Linked DNA regions of Mus musculus: regions 1 and 3 are each linked to region 2. A link is a contact called in public HiChIP or PLAC-seq and promoter capture Hi-C data. All regions are on one chromosome and are shown on one strand. The core of a region is the stretch at or near the end of the contact, and the rest is flanking DNA. Distances in the headings are between cores, read along the strand shown. Region 1 holds the start of 2610300M13Rik (a long non-coding RNA gene). Region 2 holds the start of Tnip3 (TNFAIP3 interacting protein 3). Region 3 holds the start of Smarcad1 (SWI/SNF-related, matrix-associated actin-dependent regulator of chromatin, subfamily a, containing DEAD/H box 1).

What was found. HiChIP or PLAC-seq counts read pairs in DNA pulled down with a chosen protein or histone mark. Capture Hi-C pulls out chosen DNA fragments and counts their contacts.
Region 1: a contact with region 2 is called in an H3K4me3 HiChIP or PLAC-seq map of bone marrow-derived macrophages, with 9 times the contacts expected there. The contact joins the promoter of 2610300M13Rik here to the promoter of Tnip3 in region 2. A contact is called at or near these places in 12 of 39 promoter capture datasets (the 3T3-L1 cell line, 3T3-L1-derived adipocytes, cranial neural crest and 8 more), 2 of 484 Hi-C or Micro-C datasets (Th1 cells and cerebral cortex), 8 of 115 datasets of contacts at active chromatin or transcription factors (bone marrow-derived dendritic cells, bone marrow-derived macrophages, embryonic stem cells and 2 more) and 3 of 9 other capture datasets (adipose tissue, embryonic stem cells and liver).
Region 3: a contact with region 2 is called in a promoter capture Hi-C map of pancreatic islet. The contact joins the promoter of Smarcad1 here to the promoter of Tnip3 in region 2. A contact is called at or near these places in 1 of 39 promoter capture datasets (the HPC-7 cell line), 2 of 484 Hi-C or Micro-C datasets (CD4 T cells and LSK cells), 3 of 115 datasets of contacts at active chromatin or transcription factors (bone marrow-derived dendritic cells, memory CD8 T cells and pancreatic cancer cells) and 4 of 9 other capture datasets (adipose tissue, liver, macrophages and 1 more).

Annotation. Positions count from the first base shown.
Region 1 is chr6:66,464,866-66,467,846 of GRCm38.p6, forward strand. 2610300M13Rik (a long non-coding RNA gene) reads right to left here and starts at 1,618. Exons shown (of 3, transcript XR_869151.1): 1 at 1,539-1,618; 2 at 646-900.
Region 2 is chr6:65,589,016-65,592,354 of GRCm38.p6, forward strand. It overlaps Tnip3 (TNFAIP3 interacting protein 3), which reads left to right and starts at 1,383. Exons shown (of 8, transcript NM_001001495.2): 1 at 1,383-1,637. The coding sequence starts at 1,593.
Region 3 is chr6:65,041,320-65,044,264 of GRCm38.p6, forward strand. Smarcad1 (SWI/SNF-related, matrix-associated actin-dependent regulator of chromatin, subfamily a, containing DEAD/H box 1) reads left to right here and starts at 1,272. Exons shown (of 24, transcript NM_001355250.1): 1 at 1,272-1,411; 2 at 1,887-2,126. The coding sequence starts at 1,937.

The sequences.
Region 1 (2,981 bases), core at 368-2,867, 880 kb after region 2:
TTTGAATGGGCCAAAGTTGTATTCACTGCCCGAGATTTCAGTGTGAATGTTGCAAACTCTAGACAATAAGGGGCTGTTGTGGATGCTGTTATTTTTTGAAGGTAGTGTCTCTGTAATGAAGTAATTTATTTGTTTTTATTTTTAAAATAAAAAAGGTAAAAAGAAATTCATTCACACTACCACATAGCTAGTAAGGGATTAAAGCCACACTAACACTCAGGGACACTGACAGAACAGGCAAACCTTTTCAATAATAATCTTACAATAATCTTCCCTGTATCTGTTGCTGTAATTTAAGGGGGAGGGGGCAAAGTCGAACTTTCCGTCAGAAACAATGTTTTGTAAAAGCATCCCAGCCTGCATCTGTGCGGGTTCTATGGCGTTTCAATGCTCTGTGCTGCTTCTCCCTGCTCTCCACTGCCATCTCCAAATTCCACCTTAAGGTAACTGCTGCCATGTGGCAAACTCCAGTAATAAAGTCCCATCAAACAGGCAGAGAGCAGGGAATCCTCTTTTTCTATTGGTTCCTTCCTGACTCTTAAAAGCGCTGACTCATAACCCTGTGTCCCTTCAAAACAAAGTAAAATGGAAAAAAAGAAAAAAGAAAGAAAAACTTAGTTACTCGAAAGGAGCATAAAAACTTACCTGCTTATGTGGTTGACTTCAAGAAGGCATCTAAGATCAGCAGCACGTCCTTCAAACTTATCCCCAGTTGGTTTCTCTACTGACTGCAATAGTAAAACTGAAATCCTTTGCAACACGTGTTTGCACTGGGGACGATGTGGACTCAGGAGGAGACTGTGGTTCCATTCCTCTGTCGTGGCTTTACTCAGTGAAGACACCACACAAAAGCCAAAGATGAGCCAGTGAGTCGGATTGGGTGAGGGCAAAGAGAAAGCTCTGGAATTTGGGGACATCACAACAAAGTGACTTTTGGGAAGTTACACTATTGAAGCCAAACAGTTTTAGCTCCTTGTAAAAACACAATTGTGTAATCACAGAATTAAAATCTCAGTACTTCTTTTGTCTTTATGCTCCTATATTTTTATTACTGTGTAATTATTATGTCATACATTTTCCATGAAAATTTTCTCTACATCAATATCCTCTCATAGTATTTTAAAACTTTTTAAGTAGAGATGTGGATTTCTCTAATCATTAACTTCTATCTGGTTAAAGAAAATGAGAATAGTTGTAATATGTTTATATAATATAATCATACTTTTAAAGTATACAAGGAAATACTGGTTTGTTTTACAAACACTGTATTTTAACCAGCTGGTAATAATCATTGAGCCTAGGAAAAGATAAAGAGTGATTGTAATAAAGAGTTGCAAACACTACATCCAAGATACCCAGTTTTCTATAAGAAGAGATAGAAATAAAGGGTAATTGTTTTAAATCAAGGAGTCCCAACACTAAGGAAAGAGACAGAAGAGATCTTATGTTCTAGGCTAGCCTGGGCTACATGGTGAGTCTTTGTATAAAAAATAAGAAACAGTCAAAGAAAATGAGAGACTTCCAGGGTGAACACTTACTTGTTGGTCTCAGATATCAGAAGGAATAAAACTACAGCTCTCTCCACTGAGTAGATCCTAACAATGTTCACAAAAAGAGCCAAGGCTTCTAAGGAGGGAATCTTTTCAAACAACGTGTATGTGCTTGCTTTGTTTTGTGAATTCTAGGTAGAGATCTTCTAGGCTTTCTTCCGTGTCCAAGTTGTGAACAGCTAGTGAGTACAACTAGAAAAGGAGAAAATAATGTGATTCTTTAAAATATTTTAAAGAAATAAATCTTGCAAGGAAACTGTAACTAAAAACATCCTGGAGACTTTTCTGCGGAACTATAATCTTCAAGTTTGTGTTTATTTCTCTCTTCAATCTATCTAATCTTCCACAATTGTTTAGGGTTAAGAAAGCTGAAGCAAGATATCTGATGAATATTTAATTTCCACTTGTTTGTACGTATGTGATTATTCATATAATAGTCCCATGGATTTTTATGACATCTGCTTTGTTTTAAATAGTAAAGACATTTTTTTTTTGTTTTTCCTAAAACTGAGTTTTTACTTGAGACCCTAGTGCCATCTACTGAAACAAATTAAAACTACAGCCTTCTTACCATTGTTGAATAAGCACAACTTCCAAAGTAGCTTAGCCCTTGTCCTTACAATGTTTCGTTATAAAAAAAACACTTATTGTTTTTCCGCATATATCCAGGAAAATAGTCTCAACTCTCTGTTTCAACTGAAGAATCTAAAATTCATAATTATAAGTCTTTGATGAGCATTTCCTGGTAGAAACACAGTTTCTGGGTGAACCAAACAGAATTTGCCCTGTTCTAGGAACACAAAGATGAACTGAAAGTTCTATTTCCATATATTCTAGCTTAGGAAGAGTGCATCTCAGTGGTACTGTGCTGCTTGGTACACACAAGGTACAGAGTTCCATCGCCAGTTTTGAAAAAAATAAGTTCATTAGATCGAAAAATAATCATACATTTTGCAAACATTTCTAAATGTTCATTCTGAGAATAACAACGTGAAAGTTATTTTTGAGAGGTTTTAGACAACTGGATATCTTTTTAACTGAGAAAAAGTAGGCAAAAGTTCTGATAATGTATTTAGACAGTCTTACTATTTAGTATCAGAGCTGCAGCAGCACACACGTCAACTGAAGCTCTTCTATGAGCTGTGTGTGTTTACTGTCACTTCTTGATTAGTTATAGATAGCACAGTATAGTAACAATACCTTTGAAATGCTGGCAAGTAATGGAGTGACAATATTCAAATTGTAAAATACAACATGAAAATTAACTTTATATCTCCTCACATTCTTAGTTACCTGCTTATTTTGCTGTTAGCTCAATGCATGTGTTCTCCTGGACTGTACACAATACACAGTTATTGATTATTTAATTAAATTTAGACTTTCCTGTGTTCTCCTAACCCACCAAAACTATATATAAAGGCAAATATGTTA
Region 2 (3,339 bases), core at 133-2,632:
GTGACAAAGAAACTCATGGTCAAAATTGGAGAAGTGTTCCCTCTGGTTGGGGAGAAGAGACAGGGTACAGTCAGAGGACAGGAGAGGTTCTGAGTTCACCAGGTCTATGGGCAGGGAGCAGGGTGGCAAAGGGGCATGCTCAAGGGCACAAGGGAGAACAGAAAAGCCTCATTTCAGGTTGTTAAGGTAAGTTAATATGACAGGAACATGGAGTAGTGTAGGAGAAAGTGAGAGATAGACTGACTATCTGATAGATGGAAAAGGAAGGTCAGACCTCAGAAATGTACACACTTGCTTTTAAAACTTTTATGGTCCCAGAGTTTTTTCTTTGTTTCTAGTTTTCTGTTTTTTGTTTGTTTTGTTTTTCATTTTATCCTATTTGTATGGGGGTGACTCTACAAAAGGCTCCAGTCATGTGACTGAACTTAAAGAAGTTTTTTTTTTTTCATTTCAGCAACCCCTTCTTTACTTGTTTCTGTTCCAGAAGATTCCGTCCAAAGAACAGCTCCAATGCCTCAATGCCCTCAGCCCCCTATGCAGCCCATCTACAGTACACCTCAAAGCCCTCAGCCCCCTATGCAGCCCATCTACAGTACACCTCAAAGCCCTCAGCCCCCTATGCAGCCCATCTACAGTACACCTCAATGCCCTCAGCCCCCTATGCAGCCCATCTCCAGTACACCTCAATGCCCTCAGCCCCCTATGCAGCCCATCTCCAGTACACCTCAATGCCCTCAGCCCCCTATGCAGCCCATCTCCAGTACACCATTAACTGAAAGGTCTGTAGCAGGACAGGAAGGAGCCAGCCAATTAAGGCAGAGCAAAATGTTGGAGGAAAAATTGATCTAATGATTTAAGCAAATGCCTTGGTAAAAAATTTGAACTCAGCTTATGAGTATTCAATATGAAAGCCAGGCTTGGTGTATAAGCAACATACATTTTATTTTGTTAAGAATTATTATTATTATTATTATTATTATTATTTATTTTTGCTTCTGTGATAGTTCGTAGCACTCACAGGTGCATGTGACTCACCATGGCCTACACAGCTAAACTCATGTTTAGGAGACATTGCTGGAAAGTCACACCCGTAGGAAACAAGAAATCAGCTGTCAAAAAATCAACAGTGACCTAACTACTTGGGTAAATATGATAAATTTCTGGCAGTTAGGCCAGAAGAAAAGCTAGGTTAGCCCCAGGCATTCTGTGGGTAGAAACTTCCTCCTCTAGTAGGAGAAACTGCTCTAAAGGAAGAAGGGTAATTTATATACATAGCAAGGCCAATCTGCCCCACATCTTAGTCACTGCCTGCCTACTTGAGACATCCTGGGAAATCCCAGTTACATGGAAGCCAATAAAAGTTAAAATCACACTTCTCATGCATCCTTATTCTGTGTGGTTAACATACAGTCACTTCTGCTGGAGTCTAAGGAGAACTTGTTATTATTTTCTACCGCGAGTCAACAGAGACATAGGTTTTCCAAAGCTTGCCCGTTCTCATCGTGAAAGGCACTATAAGAGCTTTTCTTTCTCTCTTTTTCCTTCTGCTTTACAAGACTCTCAGAAAAACAGCTTCCTTGTCTTCCCAGGACATGTCTGGACTGAGTGCGGCTGGAGCTTGCATGGAGCACACAGAGGTAAGAGCATGTGTCAGGTTAAGGTGGCTATACTCAGAGCCAAGAACACGATGATAGAGGGGTCAAAGAGTAGAGAACTTCAGTAGCTGAACCACCTTCTTCAATTGAGACCTGCTCAGAATTTGAACCAGTATTATTTGACAAATGAAAAGTCACTGGCTTTGAACTCACTGAGTTGGGCTGCTTCTACTAAATGACAGGACCACATCTGCACAGTTTCCTTTTCCTATGTGATTTTGTTCTGTAGAAGAAGTTAGTTCAGTGTAAAGTCTAAAACATGTACTGTAAAGATGTGATTAGAAATAAGATATTTAGCAGTAAAAGACTTATAACATTAATATATTCAACTGGTGCTATAATTTGTTTCAGCTATTACAAAAAACATTCACTATTTCAATGAATTCATTATTATGCTTTCTTAGTTTTAGTATATTTTTATTCATTTATTTTAAATGTGTGCATACACATATGCCACAGAGTGACTGTGGAGGCCAGAAGACTGACTGCCTGCCAATGATAGGCCTTTCCTTCCACGGTGTGGGTCCCAGAGATCAAATTCAGTTATTTGTCTCAGTGGCCTGTGAATTACCCACTCTGCCAACTTGCTGGATTATCTCAAAGTCTTCTTAAAGAGTTGCCCAAGACATAATGAGAAACTAAGTGGAATTCCTTTGTTCATTTCGATATTTAATTTGCTGTGTCACAACTTGAATGTCCTAGCAGTTGACTTGAATGTTTTGGTAGAAGAAATAGCCAAACATTTTCAACAGAGACTTTATTTCACAGAAAATGATAATAAGGAATTGTTTAGAAGGATTGCTTGTTTTATAAGAAGGCCCTTCCTAGAACCCAATGACTAAATGTCTTTGTATTTACTATGATATCAGATGACTTTGCTACCTGAAGAAAAACTGAAAAGAAAAGAAAACACACGCAAAAACTTACTCCAAATATGAACAGCTTTGTGTTTGTTTGACTCTGCTTGGTTTAAAAATGTACCTGAGGCATAGAATCCATGGTAAAAAGCTGACCAGTCTAGTCTATCTAGAAATTCCTGGTGATATATTTCTTTCAAAACCTCTTTCTAGCCCTGTGCTCTATCTTCTCTTCTCAATGTCTCCATTTTTAATGACTATTTCAGAATCTTGTACATCAGTACTCCTGTGGTTACAAGTAGATTTTCTTAAAGATTTAGTACAGAAACCTTACTTATAAAATAAAAGCCAAGAGTCAATGTGTTTTACTTTTTTTTTTTTTGTACAGAGAACACTGCTGGGGGGTTGGAGGGTGCGTGGGACACCAGATCCAAGACTGCAAATGTTTGCTACTCACAATTTTTGTATCACAAATAGGAAGAGTTGTTAGGACCTAAAGTTCACACGATGTTGGATGTTAGGATATTTATCATGAAGGGGGAATTATGAATCTCCAGGACTGGTCTAATACTCAGGGTGCTTTACCCTTCACGGGTTCCCCTGTGATGTTATGCTATGGGGGAGGATCACTAGTTTAGAATCAACCTCAAGGCATCTCTACCTTGCTAAGCTCAGAGCATGCTGGGTAGGATCAGCTTCTAGCATTTTCCAGACCAACGTCACTTTGTGCTTACTCAGTTCTAATCCAGTATGGGCCTAATTTCTCAGAATCATCCCCCAAAAGAGAAAGTCCAACAATAATGCCAGGCATTGCTGCCACTTAGGTT
Region 3 (2,945 bases), core at 22-2,521, 550 kb before region 2:
CGTGTTGAGTCCTGAGTCCCAAGTAGTTCAGAAAGGGACCACATTTGGACATAGGGTCTTCAGAAAAGGTAATGAAGTTAAAATGAAGTGACTAGCACACGCTCCCATATTGTACAAATTATGTTCTCATTAGAAGAAATGTGGACATAGACAAGGTAAGTGCAGGCACAAGAACATGGTGTCACAAGTCTAGAAAGGAGGCCAGAATAGGTCTACAAAATACTTTCAGTGTATTTCAGATCTCAGAGAAAATGTTTCCTTGTGTTTATGCCATCTGGAATGTGCTACTGTTCTATTGTGACTGCTTTGGTTTGGGTATGGTTGGTGTGTGTACTCAAAAGGTGATGTATGTGGAAGAAGCTATTTTCATTTTTTTTCCCGAGCTATTTTCTAGTATAGTAGGGTAGAGAGGTAAGGAAACCTTTTCAGGGTGAGGTCCAGTGATGGGGCCATGGTCCAGACAAGGGATTAATGTTGTTCTCCTTTAAGTAGATTAATCTCAGAGAAGGTGGGCTACCACAGAAAAGGATGTATGAGCTTTCCTTGGTCTGTTGCTTCTTGGTGTGCTATGGGATCATTTCCTGAAAGGATATCCAACATGGTGCACACGTATCACAAATCGACTAGAAGAGAAAATGCCAACAAACAAAACCAAGGAAAATCATGTCAACAGTGGAGAAGCTCAAGCAAAGCCTTTGTGTTGAAAAGTATCAGATATTGTCTCTTACTAATTACTTAGCATCTGCAGGACTGTGTGTGTGTGTGTGTGTGTGTATGTGTGTGCGCGCTCTGTCTCACAGAACACTTGTGGAAGCCAGAGAACAACGTTCAGAATTGGTTTTTTTCCTTTTACTAAGTGGCTCTAGGTGATTGAACTCAGGTCATCAAACTTAGTAACAAGCACCTTTAAAAAGCGCCTTTACCCGCCAGGCCTCAGTTTTTTTTATTTTGTAAAACTGTCTTGTAATGATTGAGATTACACAATTAAAACACTGTCACGTTCGAAACGACGAACATAAATTTAGTGAAAAATTATATTGCATATTGACATTGTGGAACATAACCGACAAGCTCCGAATTAATTGTATCTTGCGACGCCATTTGCTCTCATCTTGTTTTATTGTTTTATTAGCTCTGTAGCCGGCGCGGTGAAAAGGAACCAAGAAACAATTCCAGCCTTAGAATCTAGCAGAGATAGATACAGGTTACCATGACAACGGCGCGCTCAGACATTTTTCTGACCACGCGACGCTTGGGAGAACAAGGCCTGGGCTGCGTGTTGCGTCATCACTACGCGCTCCGTGGCTTGCCCAGCGCTGCCTTGGAAGGTCCCGGCCAGGCTACCGTCGCCTCCCTCAAAGAATTATTTTGTTCTTGTCCACCTTTGTTCCAACGAGGAGCCTGCCAGGCTGTAAGTGCGTGCGTGCGTGCGGGCGGCGGGCTCCCTTCGGCGGCGCGCCGGCCTGTCAAGCTTCCTCCTCGGCCGGGCCTCGCCGCGTCTACTTCCGGGCGGCGCGCCGCTCCCGCTTCGGCCCTTTGTGTTCCCGCGGCGGAGGCTCGGGCCTCGCGGGCTTTGTGGAGGCGGCGGGCGCTCGGTGCGGGCTGCGTGGCGGGAAGGCGGGCGCGCACCTCTGCGGCCCGGGTGAGGACCTCGTGCGAGGGTCGGCTCGGGCTCGTGGGGTCGCGCGGGCCGGGTCGAGGGCGCGACGGGCATTTGGCCGGGACTGCAATCCGCCGTCCCCGTGTGGCCTAACAAAGCACAGCCGGAACCGGGCTCGGGCATCGGTGCGGCCGGACCCCCTTTCTCTGGGAGCCAAGTGTGGTGGCTTTGTGTGGCTCCTTGTTTTCACCGCCTCATCCCCCTGTTTTTTGTTCCCTCCCTGCAGCTAGTTCATTGAAAGCTGTCAGCCCCCTCAGGGTGGTGGTTCCTCCCAATATGAATCTTTTCAACTTGGACCGTTTTCGCTTTGAGAAAAGGAGTAAGATTGAGGAAGCACCCGAAGCAGCCCCTCAGCCCTCCCAGGCCCGTCCTTCGTCACCAATTTCTCTTAGTGCTGAAGAGGAGAATGCTGAAGGGGAAGGTAGCAGGGCAAACACCCCAGACTCAGATGTAACTGAGAAAACAGGTGAGTTACAATGTTGCACACTGATAACAACCGGAGGTGACAGGCAGGAGGGAATCCACTTTTTTGTTACACTTTAATGTTACACAGATTGATACAGTGTTTCCAGTTTTGTGCATTGAAATCCAGCATTGGGACTGCCATAGCCACCAACTACCTGCCAACCCGAGCCTTACCTCCATTGTCTCACTTGTAGGAGTTCTTGGGATTCAGCATAATGGTGGACGCTGAAAGCCGAGTGTAGAGAATTCTTGGGTCAGAATGGCTACTGAGAGAAGAATGTAGGCAGTTCTAGTAGACTTCAAGGTTATTAATTTAGTTACAGGTTTTCATCCATTCTAATATTTTCATTTTTCGCCCCTTGTTCTGTCTCTTTTGTTTGTTTTGAGGCAGGATCTGACTTTGTGGCCTTGGCGCTTGTGTGAAACCGCGTGGACTGGATGGCTTTGAACTTGTGATCCTTCTGCCTCTGCCTCCCAGTTGCTGGGATTCCAGCCACATGTCACCGCACCTGACATCTTTTCCTGGCTTTTTGAAAGCAGTGTCCCTCCCTGCCTTACCTTCTCCAGTGATTGCAGATGGGGTTTCATGCTTCCCCCAGCACTGATCTTTTCTGCAAGCTAGATGTGACAGATGCTTGAAGATAACATCTAGATCCAAATAAAGGTTAAAGAAATACTCCTTCCACCTAACTTTTTGGAAATCTCCAGAATTCACTTGAATAGTTTGTAACTCTTAGTGAATAAAAAAATTCAAACCAATTGTAGCAGAGCATTATGGATAAGCAGAACTGAGGAGTAAGTTCACATGAGGATTTTGAAC